3 separate regions of the Mus musculus genome follow, and all the other regions are linked to region 3. A link is a contact called in public HiChIP or PLAC-seq and promoter capture Hi-C data. All regions are on one chromosome and are shown on one strand. The core of a region is the stretch at or near the end of the contact, and the rest is flanking DNA. Distances in the headings are between cores, read along the strand shown. Region 1 holds the start of Stx1a (syntaxin 1A (brain)). Region 2 overlaps Por (P450 (cytochrome) oxidoreductase). Region 3 holds the start of Pom121 (nuclear pore membrane protein 121).

Region 1 (3,263 bases), core at 315-2,814, 370 kb before region 3:
GTCAGATTTTTCTAGGGACGGAGGGGAGGCTGAGCCCGTGTCCCAGCGTGCCTGTCAGCCAGCCATCTAACCTGCACTGAAAGTCTGGGAGAGGTGCCAGGGCCAGACACACTGGGCAGCAGGAGGCTGGATCCAATCCAGAACCGTGCCTTGGTAACTCTAGTGTACAAGGAGGTGTGGGTGTGCTTGGCTTGGGGTCAAGAAAGCCTGAGACCACTTGTGTGTGTGTGTGTCTGTGTGTGTGTGTGTGTGTGTACTCTGTAACAAGATGCTGGCAGGAAGCTAAAAGGTACATGTCTGCCAACCGGCAGGCTCTTCACGTTGCTCTACAGGGACCAGCATACCGTTCACGTTGCTCTGCAGGGACCACTGAGATCTTTCCACTGGGCCTAGGTTTGAACAGCCTACAGCTTCCACACAGGAAATAAGACGTCAGGCCTGGCATTTGAACTCCGGGCTGGAGGCATGGAGGGGTGGGGGTGGCAAGCTTTTTTTTTTTTTCCTTTTAAATATCTTAAACATTTCATTTATTTGTTTGTGTATGTATGTATGTATGTATGTATGTATGTATGTATGTATGTATGTATTGTGTGTAAAGAGAAAGGCAGTCAAATTGAATCGAACAGGTGAGCTGAGAAACTCTGGGGAGAGTAAAGAGGCAGCAACCCGGTCTGGAGACAGGGGGGTGCTCAGAAAGGTGGGAAGGTTTAGAATTGACCACTACAGAGAGGGCTTTATTTTACTTTATATTCACTTGGCCATGTGCCTCCTGCCTCCATCGTGTGGTTGCATATATGTGAAGCACGGAGCTCACTCATGTGGCGGTCAGAGGACAATTTACAGAATCCAATGCTCTTCTTCAGTCACGTGGGGCCCAGGGCTAGAACTCCAATCGTTTGTTTGTTTGTTTGTTTGTTATTTTTCAAGACAGAGTTTCTCTGCGTACCTTTGGCTGTCCTGGAACTTGCTCTGTAGGTCAGGCTGGCCTTGAACTCAGAGATCTGCCTACTAGGATTAAAGACATGTGCTATCATCACCCCGCTGGAACTCAGATCTTTAAGCTTAGTGGCAAGCATCTTTACCTGTTCAGCCATCTCAGGACAGGATGGGTGGTTGGAGGGGGTTGCCGGGGGTCGGTTCAAGAAGGGATTTTCAAACCTGGCATTGAGGCTCATGTCTGCAAAACCTGTACTCCTGTGGCTGAGGTAGGAGCAGGTGTTCAAGGCTAGCCTGGGCTACACAGTGAGACTATCATTGAACAAAGTGGAAAGGGTTCCACTCCAGCAAATCCAGGGGAAAGGAAGGACTCTAAGAGTCAGAATCCAGGGTCTATCTAGATAATGGGTGGCTGAGCAGAGGTGGGGGCTGGGGCAGAGAAGGGCCAAGGAGTTGGAGCTGCATCTAGACAGAGATCACTAGTTGACGAGGGGAGGAACCAGGTCCCGAGGGCTGGGTTTGTACCCCTTTGCGCTCCCCGTAGGCGGAGCCCTGGGCGGGATATATCCGGGCGTGGAAGCATGATGGGCGTGGCCAGCTGGGGTTGGGCTTGGGGGTCCCAGGGACTGGGGCGGGGCGCGGGCTGGCGCTGCGCAGCCGCGGGGCGGCATCCGCGCATGCGGGACTTACTCGGTTGCAGCCGGCGCCTACTGCCACTCCCGGGAGCATGAAGGACCGAACCCAGGAGCTCCGCACGGTGAGTCCGATCCTCGTGCGCCGCTCACCCGGCGTCTTGTAATTCTCCACTTTGTTCCGGCATGCCACCGAGGCACCTACAAGGGGACGGAGGGAGCCTTGCAAAGCTGAGGGACCCTCGAACCCCCATGGGAGTCCCACCCCTCCGATCTACTTCTGGTCACGGACTCGAGCCCTTCAGCACCGGGACTGATGGCTAGAACCTGGGGTTTTGAGGAACTTTTCAGGGCGTTCCTGTTTGGGGCGATTTGGAGGGCTGTTAAGGGGTTTCGGTGGCGGGATGCAAAATCGTGACCGTTCTTCGCCCGCTTGTCACCGTCCTTGCACTGTCCCCTGGAGGCTGAACCTCTCGTTTCCTTCCCACCCCCCTGCCCAGAGTTCCCCTCCCAACCCCATCCTTGGGCGCGCTGCGGAAACGAGGCCGCCGGGTGGGGGTGGCCTCTGCGGGAGCCGTCTCTTGGGGCTCCCCATCACCTGTGGCTCCCATCACCTGTGGCTCCCGATCCACCCTGGTCGCTTTAGGGATACCCGGCTTGCTCTGGATTAAAGGACTCAACCATATCTACCCTTGGTCCACCTTTGGGCTTCCAGGCAACCCAGGCTGTCATTTCCCAGACCCTTCCCGGATTGCCAGGTCTAACTGCGACCTGGATCTATTTTCCTACCTGTGTGAGAGAGGCCTCTGGGGTGTGGCTCTTAGGGCGGGGTTTCGAGATGAGTAGAAGGCAGTAGAAAGGTTCTAAGTCAGAGCCCATGATCCTTCAATCATGAGACCCCACTTTTAACACAGGGGAGTGCCCTTCTCTGGCCTCAGACCCTAGAGGGACAGAAATTAAGCTCTCCCGTGAGAGGGTTAAATAAGGGCGCCACATCAGATTGTCATATCTGATTCCTCAGCAAACCCCACCCGTTGATTTCTGGGTGTCCCCCCAAGCTGGGTGGCGTCCTAGATCCCTCTCATCTTGTGCCCCACTTACAGCCCTTCATAGAAAGTTTTGTTTTGGGGCTTTTGACCTAATGGCTGTGATTTCTGCCTAGCTTCTCCATCTGTGCCTGGATCCCTCTACCATAATACCAGCCATATCTATGCTCTCCAGTCTAGCCTTCATCCTGTTCCTGACCTGCAAGCGACCCCCACATGCCTTCAGACCTGTATTATTCCTGGCTGGATGCCCAGTGCCTCATCTATTTCAAAGGAAACAGACAGCCTTTCAAGTCATATATAGTGTTTAAACACTTCCCCACCCGCCCCTTGTCGTTGCCCTCAAGTTTCCGGTGTTTTTATGTTTTACGGTTTTTTGTTTTTTTTTTTTTTTTATGTAAAATCCTTCTCTGTACCCCAGGGTGGCTTGGAACTATATAGTCTCATTGGGTCTTAAACTCAAAGCAATCCTCCTGCCTCGACTTCATGAGTGCTGAGATGACAGCACACACTATTGTGTCAGACTGGTGACAGATTGAATCAGATAGCATGTCCAGGTGATAGATGGCAGTGATGTGGTCACCCCAACGTGTGCCCCAACCCGTGTGACTGTCATGATTGTATGAGGAAACCACAAGCCACGAACACA
Region 2 (3,448 bases), core at 873-3,372, 330 kb after region 3:
GTCTCTCTGATACAGGGAGAACGTGGAGATCAGGGGTGCTTTGAAAATCTTGGCACACACTTACAAACAGCTGTGCCAAAGCCTCGGAACAGAGCAAGCCCAGCCCTGTCCACAGATCCTCTGGGATGCACTGTACTGTGGTCAGAGGTACAGAGTTAGGGAACCTAGGGTGGGGATCCATTCAGACTGGGGATGAGGAAGGTTCTAGAAAGGTTTGCAACATGACTGGTAGCTTCAGATGCAGAACAGGATTTGGGCAGCAATGAATGATGCTGTCCATAGTCACAGGTGGAGGAGGTGCTGGGGTGACAGGCTTATTTGGGGAGTGGCAGGGGAGTGTGGGACGTGCAGTTAGAAGGGACAAGTTGGGACCTGACACCAGAGGGCTATGGGAGCAGCAAAATGACCAACTCTGATTTCACAATGGCGACAGCCAGGCAATTGGGAAGGCAGAGGGAGGGCAAGGGCAGGGAGGAGGCTGGAGGAGCCATTCCAGGATGTCCCCTGAGAGGAGACACTGTCCCAGGAGAGGGCTTCTGGGGTTGTCTTTGGATACCTGGGGGAGCTAGGATAGGATGCGTGCAGGCTGGAGCAGGTGAGGAGGGTCTGAGAGTCTGGAGATTCGCCGGAACATTGGCTATAGCTTGTTATTGCTGTGGATTGCGGAAAACCCAGATTTCAGAGACTCTGACACCATCAGAAACAGTAGGGATAGCTTATGGCTGGAGAAAAGATAATCTTTGTGTGTGTGTGTGTGTGGGGGGGGGTAGGGGTATAAATTCCAATGAAAAGAAAACAAGCCAAGCATGGCCAACTGAGCCAGAGTAAGAGTTTGAGGGTGGCGGGCTCAAGTGTCTGATGTGCGGCCATGGAACCCCAGATAGAGTCCCCAGCACCTGTGACAGAAAGCCAGGCCTGGCCATGCAGCTCTCTGACCCTGATCGCCAAGAGCTCAGAGGACAGCTCCCAGGAATCAGCTCTTTCCTTTCACTGCGTGGGTTCCAGGGATGGAACTTGAGTCACCCATGGGTTCCAGGGATTGAACTTGTGTCACCCATGGGGTTCAGAGATTGAACTTGATTTACTCATGGGGTTCAGGGGCAAGCGCCGTCGTCGCCCACAGAGTTGTCTCACTAGCTTTGGGAGAGGTCACTCTGCTTGCTTACTCACTCGCTCCACTTTTACATATCACACAATTACTTCTACCCTCACAACTGCCCTTCCCAGGTGGCATTTGTTCTTTTCTTTTCTTTCTTTCTTTTTTTTTTTTTTTTGAGACAGGATTTCTCTGTATAGCCCTGGCTGTGCTGGAGCTCACTTTGTAGACCAGGCTGGCCTCGAACTCAAAATCCACCTACCTCTGCCTTCCAAGTGCTGGGATTAAAGGCGTGCACCATCATACCCGGCTAAAATCTAACTTAAAAAAAAAAAATCTAAAGACGAAGCTCCGATCAGTCGATCAGAGCTGGGCGTGGTGGCGCACTCCTTTAATCCCAGGAGGCAGAGGCAGGCGGATTTTGAGTTCGAGGCCAGCCTGGTCTACAAAGTGAGTTCCAGGACAGCCAGGGCTATACAGAGAAACCCTGACTCGAAAATACAAAATAAATAAATAAATAAATAAATAAATAAAAGCAGAAAAAAAGTTAGATTTAAAAAATTCAGTATCTGAAACCCATTTATTGCAATTGATCAATACACATATGCCTCTTTGTGGAGGAGAACTGGGTAAATTCAGATATAATTTGCATTTAATAAAATCCCTCTTCTCGTTTTTTCGTTCAGTGCTAAGGATGAACCCTGGGTTGTGCACCCCCAGTTCTAATTTTAACTATACACATGGATCCCAGGGATTGAACTCAGGTTACCAGGCTTGGCAGCAAGAGCCTTTACCCACTGAGTTGTCCCGACAGCCCCATGAGTCTTGACATCCACAAAATTAGGTAGTCAGTCTCATAGTCAGCAATGTCCCATCACCCCGAAGCGCCCCAGCACCAGCCTTGCAGCTGCCTCTTACATGCCACCCATCTGAGAACGGCATCTTTGCCCAAACCCAGCCTTGGCTCCATGTCAGTTCTTGGCTTCTGTCCACTTCTGACTCACCCATGAAACACGTGTGAAAGAAACTCCAGCCCGTTGTTTCATAGTTTCCTATGATCTGGATTTGGCCGATTGTGCCCCTCTGGGGCTTGTTTAGAAAAGCCGCAAAGACTCTCATTTCCTCAAGTGACCTTTATTTTGGGATCCGCTCTCCTTTAAAATCGCAGCACTGCCTGGAGTCAAGGCTGCAGGCGGCTCTTACGTCCGTCTGTCTTTATCTTGGCGCGTCAGCAGATGGAGGAGCATCTGGGGGTCTTGGTTCTTCCAGTCAGGGACACCCTTTTTATATAGATGGCCTTGCACCTGTGGTCACTAAGCTAGAAACACAGATGTGTTTCTTAAAGAAAAAGGCATGGCTGGAAGGAGTGCTCAACAGTTAAGAGCACTGGCTGCTCTTACAGAGGGCCTGGGTTCCATTCCCAGCACTCACATGGTGGCTCACAGAGGGTACCTGGTTACACACATGGTACACAGACATATGCAAACAAGACACTCATATATATAAATACCTAAATAAATAAATAAATCTAAAAACTGTTTTTCAGAGAGAGAGAGAGATAGAGAGAGAGAAAGAGAAAGAGAAAGCTCTAGGTGTGGTGGCCCCTGCATTTAATCCTAACATTAGGGAGACAGAGGCAGAGAGGCAGAGGCAGAGGCAGGCAGATATATGGAAGTTCAAGGCCAGCCTGGTCTACAGAGAGAGTTCAGGATAGCTAGAGCTATTAGGAAGAGAAACTTGGTCTTGAAAAAAAACATAGAGAAAGAGAGGGGGTGGGGGGAGGGAGGGAGGGAGGGAGGGAGGGGCATGTAAGAGACAGCTGTCGATGTGAAGAGTGGGCAGGGGACACAGTGTCTGACCCAGAAGTGTCTAGAAGAGGCCCCTCTGCAAGCTCTGGTCTGGGACCTCTACTGTCACCAGTTGAGGTCACCTGCATTTTTCTGCTCTCTGAATAAGTGGGTTCTGGCCTTCCTGTTGACACTCCAGATGTGGCCTGCTCACTCCAGATGTGGCCTGCTCAGGATAACTGCAATAGAAGCACTTTAGCCCACTATGTCGACTTCTTTGCTGTCTTGGCTAGGGTTTCTACTGCTGTGATGAAGCACCGTGGCCAACAGGAGCTTGGAGGGAAAGGGCTTATGTAGCTCACAGATCCAAGAAGCCAAGGCAGGAATTCAAACAGAGGAGGAATCTGTAGGTAGGAGCTACAGGTGCCGAGGCCACAGGGGAGTACAAGGGTCAAGGAGCACCACAGCCAGCAGAGTAATGATCTACAAGAGGCAAGAAAAGTAGTTCACAACTAAGTAGCCAGGATTGGTTTGACCTTAGGGAATTGGACCCCAAATAGTTTAT
Region 3 (3,110 bases), core at 533-3,032:
CCACAGTCTTAAAAGAACACCAAATTCAACTGACTGCAGAAACAAGAGGCATTAACACTTCTTTCAACCTCTTATTTTTCTGTTAGACAGTGCTGGTAGCAGAAACTAGGGGTGTGTGCATGCTGGACAAAGCACTCTATGACACTAACAGCTCAGACTTTAAATTTCTCTAAGCAGCAGAGAACGTAGCATTTTTTGGCACATTTCTCCCATTTCATCCAAAGGCAGAAAATATCAGTTGCTTAATGGCTGTCTCTACCACAGACTTCATCAAATTAAGAGGGAAACTGGAAACCTTGCCCACATGGGTACTTCAGAAGAAAAGCACATGCAGTTGGGATGTGTAGGAATAGTTTTTTTTTTTTTCCTTTCCCCCAACTAACCACCAATACACAGCAAAAACCAAACATTAACAGGTATTCACCACCTCAACTAAGCAGACTTATCAAGGCCAGTGAAACGTCTTGTGAAGGAGCTTGCTGCCAAGCTGGAGACCCAAGATCAACCTCAAATTCACGTGGAAAGAGAAAAAGGACTCCAGCAAGCTATCCTCTCATCTCCCTGTGAATATGCAATTTAAAAAGAAAAAAATGCTTTTATCCAGAATCCGGGTTGAGTGTAGTGGAGCACACCGGTAATCCCAGCATTTAGTAGGTGAAGGCAGGAGGGTCAGCAATCCAAAGTCACCCTCATGAGTTCAAGGGACAGCTCAGATACATGAGATCCTGTCTCCGGGGGGGGGGGGGGGGGGAACAAAAACCCAAAGGCTGGGGAATAGGTAGAGGGCAAGCTTGCCTGCTATGACTGAAGCTGTGGGTTCTATCCCAGCACAGCATACAACCTGGTGCAAACCTGTAATCCTATCAGTGAACTCGCTCAGAAGACGAGGCAGGAGGATGAGTTCAAGGACAGGCTCAGCCAAAGAACGGGGTTGAGATTAGACAGCCTATGCCATCAAATACCCTCTCTTAAAAAAAAAAAAAAAGAAAAAGAAAAAAAATAAAGAGAAAAGAGAGTAATGGGAAAAGGGAGGGAAGGGCGTAGAGATAAAAAGAAAGGGAAAAGGCAAAGAAAAGAAAAAGGGGAGGTGAGTTAAATCCGATTTACAGGTTGAGCCCTACGTCAAATCCGCGGCCGCAGAGACCCCACCCTGGGAAGATCGCCGGGGCTTACCGGTGGGGCGGCCTCCGGGAGGGTCGCAAAAGCGGGGTGGGGAGCGCGGGGTAGACGTGGTGGACTCGCTGGACCGCCGAGGCCGGAGGCGGGGAGCGTGCGGGTGGGCGGCGCCCCGGCCTCTCCCTTGGGTCCTGCCGGAGGGCAGGCTCGGGCGGGCCGGGCTTGCCCAGGTAGCTGCCCATGAGTAAGAGCTCAGCCGGGTCGGGGCCTCCCAGCGGGCTGCGGGGTTCGCAGAGGCTACCGTTGACTGGTGACTTGGCCGGAGGCGGTGAAGCGGTGAGAGCTGGCCGCGGGTGACGGCGCGCGTCGCGCACGAAGGACGACAGGGCCCTCGGGCCGCGGGGTTCTCGGCTCAGGCCCCACCAGGCCGCGCTCGCCCCCACGGCCAGCCAGGCCAGCGCGGCCGCCGCGGGCACCAGGTAGAGCGCGAGGCCGAGCAGCGCTAGGCCGAGGGCCGCAGCACCCGCCGGTCCTCCGTAGCCGCGGGCCCGGCTCCGGCCTTCCCGTCCGCCCAACGGGGGCCGCCGCCGCTCGCCTCCGTCAGCCGCCGCAGCCGCCGGAGACATCGCGGCTCCGCGCCGCGGAGCGGACTTAAATATCCCAGGGTACACCGCGCCGCGCGCCGCCGCCGACGTCACTGTCGTCGACGCGGCGCGCCGGGTGGAAAGGGGAAACCGCCGCCGCGTGCGGAGCACGGCGCGAGAGCCCTAGTTTGAAAAATTACAGCTTAGGTAGGCGGATCGGTGCACGCCTTGCCTCTCAGAACGCGGGAGGCGGAGGCAAGAGGAGTTCCGTGAGTTTGAGTCCAGCCTGGTTCACAAAGACAGTTCCAGCGCGACATGGAGACATAAAGCCTGTCTCAAAACAGCAAAACTTAAAAAAAAAAAAAAAGAAAGAAAGAAAAGAAGAAAAGTACAGCCCGGTTTTTGACGCTGGAGGTTTCCCTGACGCTCCTGGACTGCAGAGGAGTGATGTTAGAAATCAAGGCACAGAACGGAGATGGGTGGCACGCGCCTGTAATCCCGGCATTTGGGAGGTGAAGGCAGGAGGATCCCGAGTTCTAAGTCAACCTGGGCTACTTAGTGAGACCCTCCCCGTCTAAAACAAAATAAAACCCGATCAGTCAGACCCTGTATTGGAAAAGGCCAATCAGGCCCTGTGTGGAGGCTCACTGTTTATCGCAGCGAGGTCAGTTCCAGGCCTGCTGGAGCAACACAGTGAGACCCTGTCTCAAAATAATTTTTTAAAATGTGTGTTTTGCTTGAATGTATGCTGGGATTACATTCACACCATCACATCTTACACTTGCGTGGAGGTTGAGGGTCAACGGCAAGTGTCTTTCAATCTCCTTTTTTTCTTTTCTTTGTTGTTGTTTCTCGAGACAGGGTTTCTCTGTATAGACCTGGCTGTCCTGGAACTCACTCTGTAGACCAGGCTGGCCTGGAACTCAGAAATCCACCTGCCTCTGCCTCCCAAGTGCTGGGATTAAAGGCGTGCACCACCACCGCCCAGCAAGTCTTTCTCAATTACACTGCACATTATTCTTTGACACAGGGTCTCTCACTAAACCCAGAGCTCACCAACCTGGCTAGGCTGGCTGGCCAAAAAGACCCAAAATCTTTTTGTGCCTACCTCAGTGCTTGGGATTACAGGGGCTCCTACTGTGCTCAAGCAAGCTTGCTCAGCAAGCCCTGTACCAATGGAACCATCTTCCCAGTCCATATTTCCCCCCTTTCCATCCTTCCCTCCGTTCCTCCTTTTGTTTGTTTCTTCTTTTTTTGAGGATGATAGACTGAGAGCTATTCCTCCACAATCAAGAGTAAGATAAGACTAGACTTGGGGAGGGAAGGCTAGATGGATGAGGGAGAAGCGGGGAGAGGCAGGGATTAGAGTTTAGAGACGATGCATATTGTTAATAAAACTAGCTGAACTGG

What was found. Promoter capture Hi-C pulls out the DNA fragments that hold promoters and counts their contacts. HiChIP or PLAC-seq counts read pairs in DNA pulled down with a chosen protein or histone mark.
Region 1: a promoter capture Hi-C map of pre-B cells shows a contact between it and region 3. The contact joins the promoter of Stx1a here to the promoter of Pom121 in region 3. A contact is called at or near these places in 5 of 39 promoter capture datasets (cranial neural crest, frontonasal cranial neural crest, maxillary cranial neural crest and 2 more), 1 of 115 datasets of contacts at active chromatin or transcription factors (pancreatic cancer cells) and 1 of 9 other capture datasets (adipose tissue).
Region 2: a contact with region 3 is called in an H3K4me3 HiChIP or PLAC-seq map of bone marrow-derived macrophages, with 3 times the contacts expected there. The contact joins the enhancer-like site here to the promoter of Pom121 in region 3. A contact is called at or near these places in 2 of 39 promoter capture datasets (cranial neural crest and embryonic stem cells), 1 of 15 datasets of contacts at CTCF or cohesin (the NIH/3T3 cell line), 2 of 484 Hi-C or Micro-C datasets (cerebellum and embryonic stem cells), 14 of 115 datasets of contacts at active chromatin or transcription factors (bone marrow-derived macrophages, craniofacial prominence, differentiating embryonic stem cells and 11 more) and 4 of 9 other capture datasets (adipose tissue, embryonic stem cells, liver and 1 more).

Annotation. Positions count from the first base shown.
Region 1 is chr5:135,021,918-135,025,180 of GRCm38.p6, forward strand. It overlaps Stx1a (syntaxin 1A (brain)), which reads left to right and starts at 1,565. Exons shown (of 10, transcript NM_016801.4): 1 at 1,565-1,693. The coding sequence starts at 1,664.
Region 2 is chr5:135,720,224-135,723,671 of GRCm38.p6, forward strand. The region is part of intron 2 of Por (P450 (cytochrome) oxidoreductase); the gene reads left to right. Among named protein-coding and RNA genes, the nearest start is that of Mir7034, 14 kb to the right of the region's middle. Within about 2 kb of position 2,123, at least 72 of the 459 cell types and tissues checked have an H3K27ac peak or open chromatin away from gene starts, as enhancers often do. A contact at or near this core is called in the NIH/3T3 cell line, adipose tissue, bone marrow-derived macrophages and 1 more, where this site is marked.
Region 3 is chr5:135,392,764-135,395,873 of GRCm38.p6, forward strand. It overlaps Pom121 (nuclear pore membrane protein 121), which reads right to left and starts at 1,783. Exons shown (of 13, transcript NM_148932.2): 1 at 1,174-1,783. The coding sequence starts at 1,742.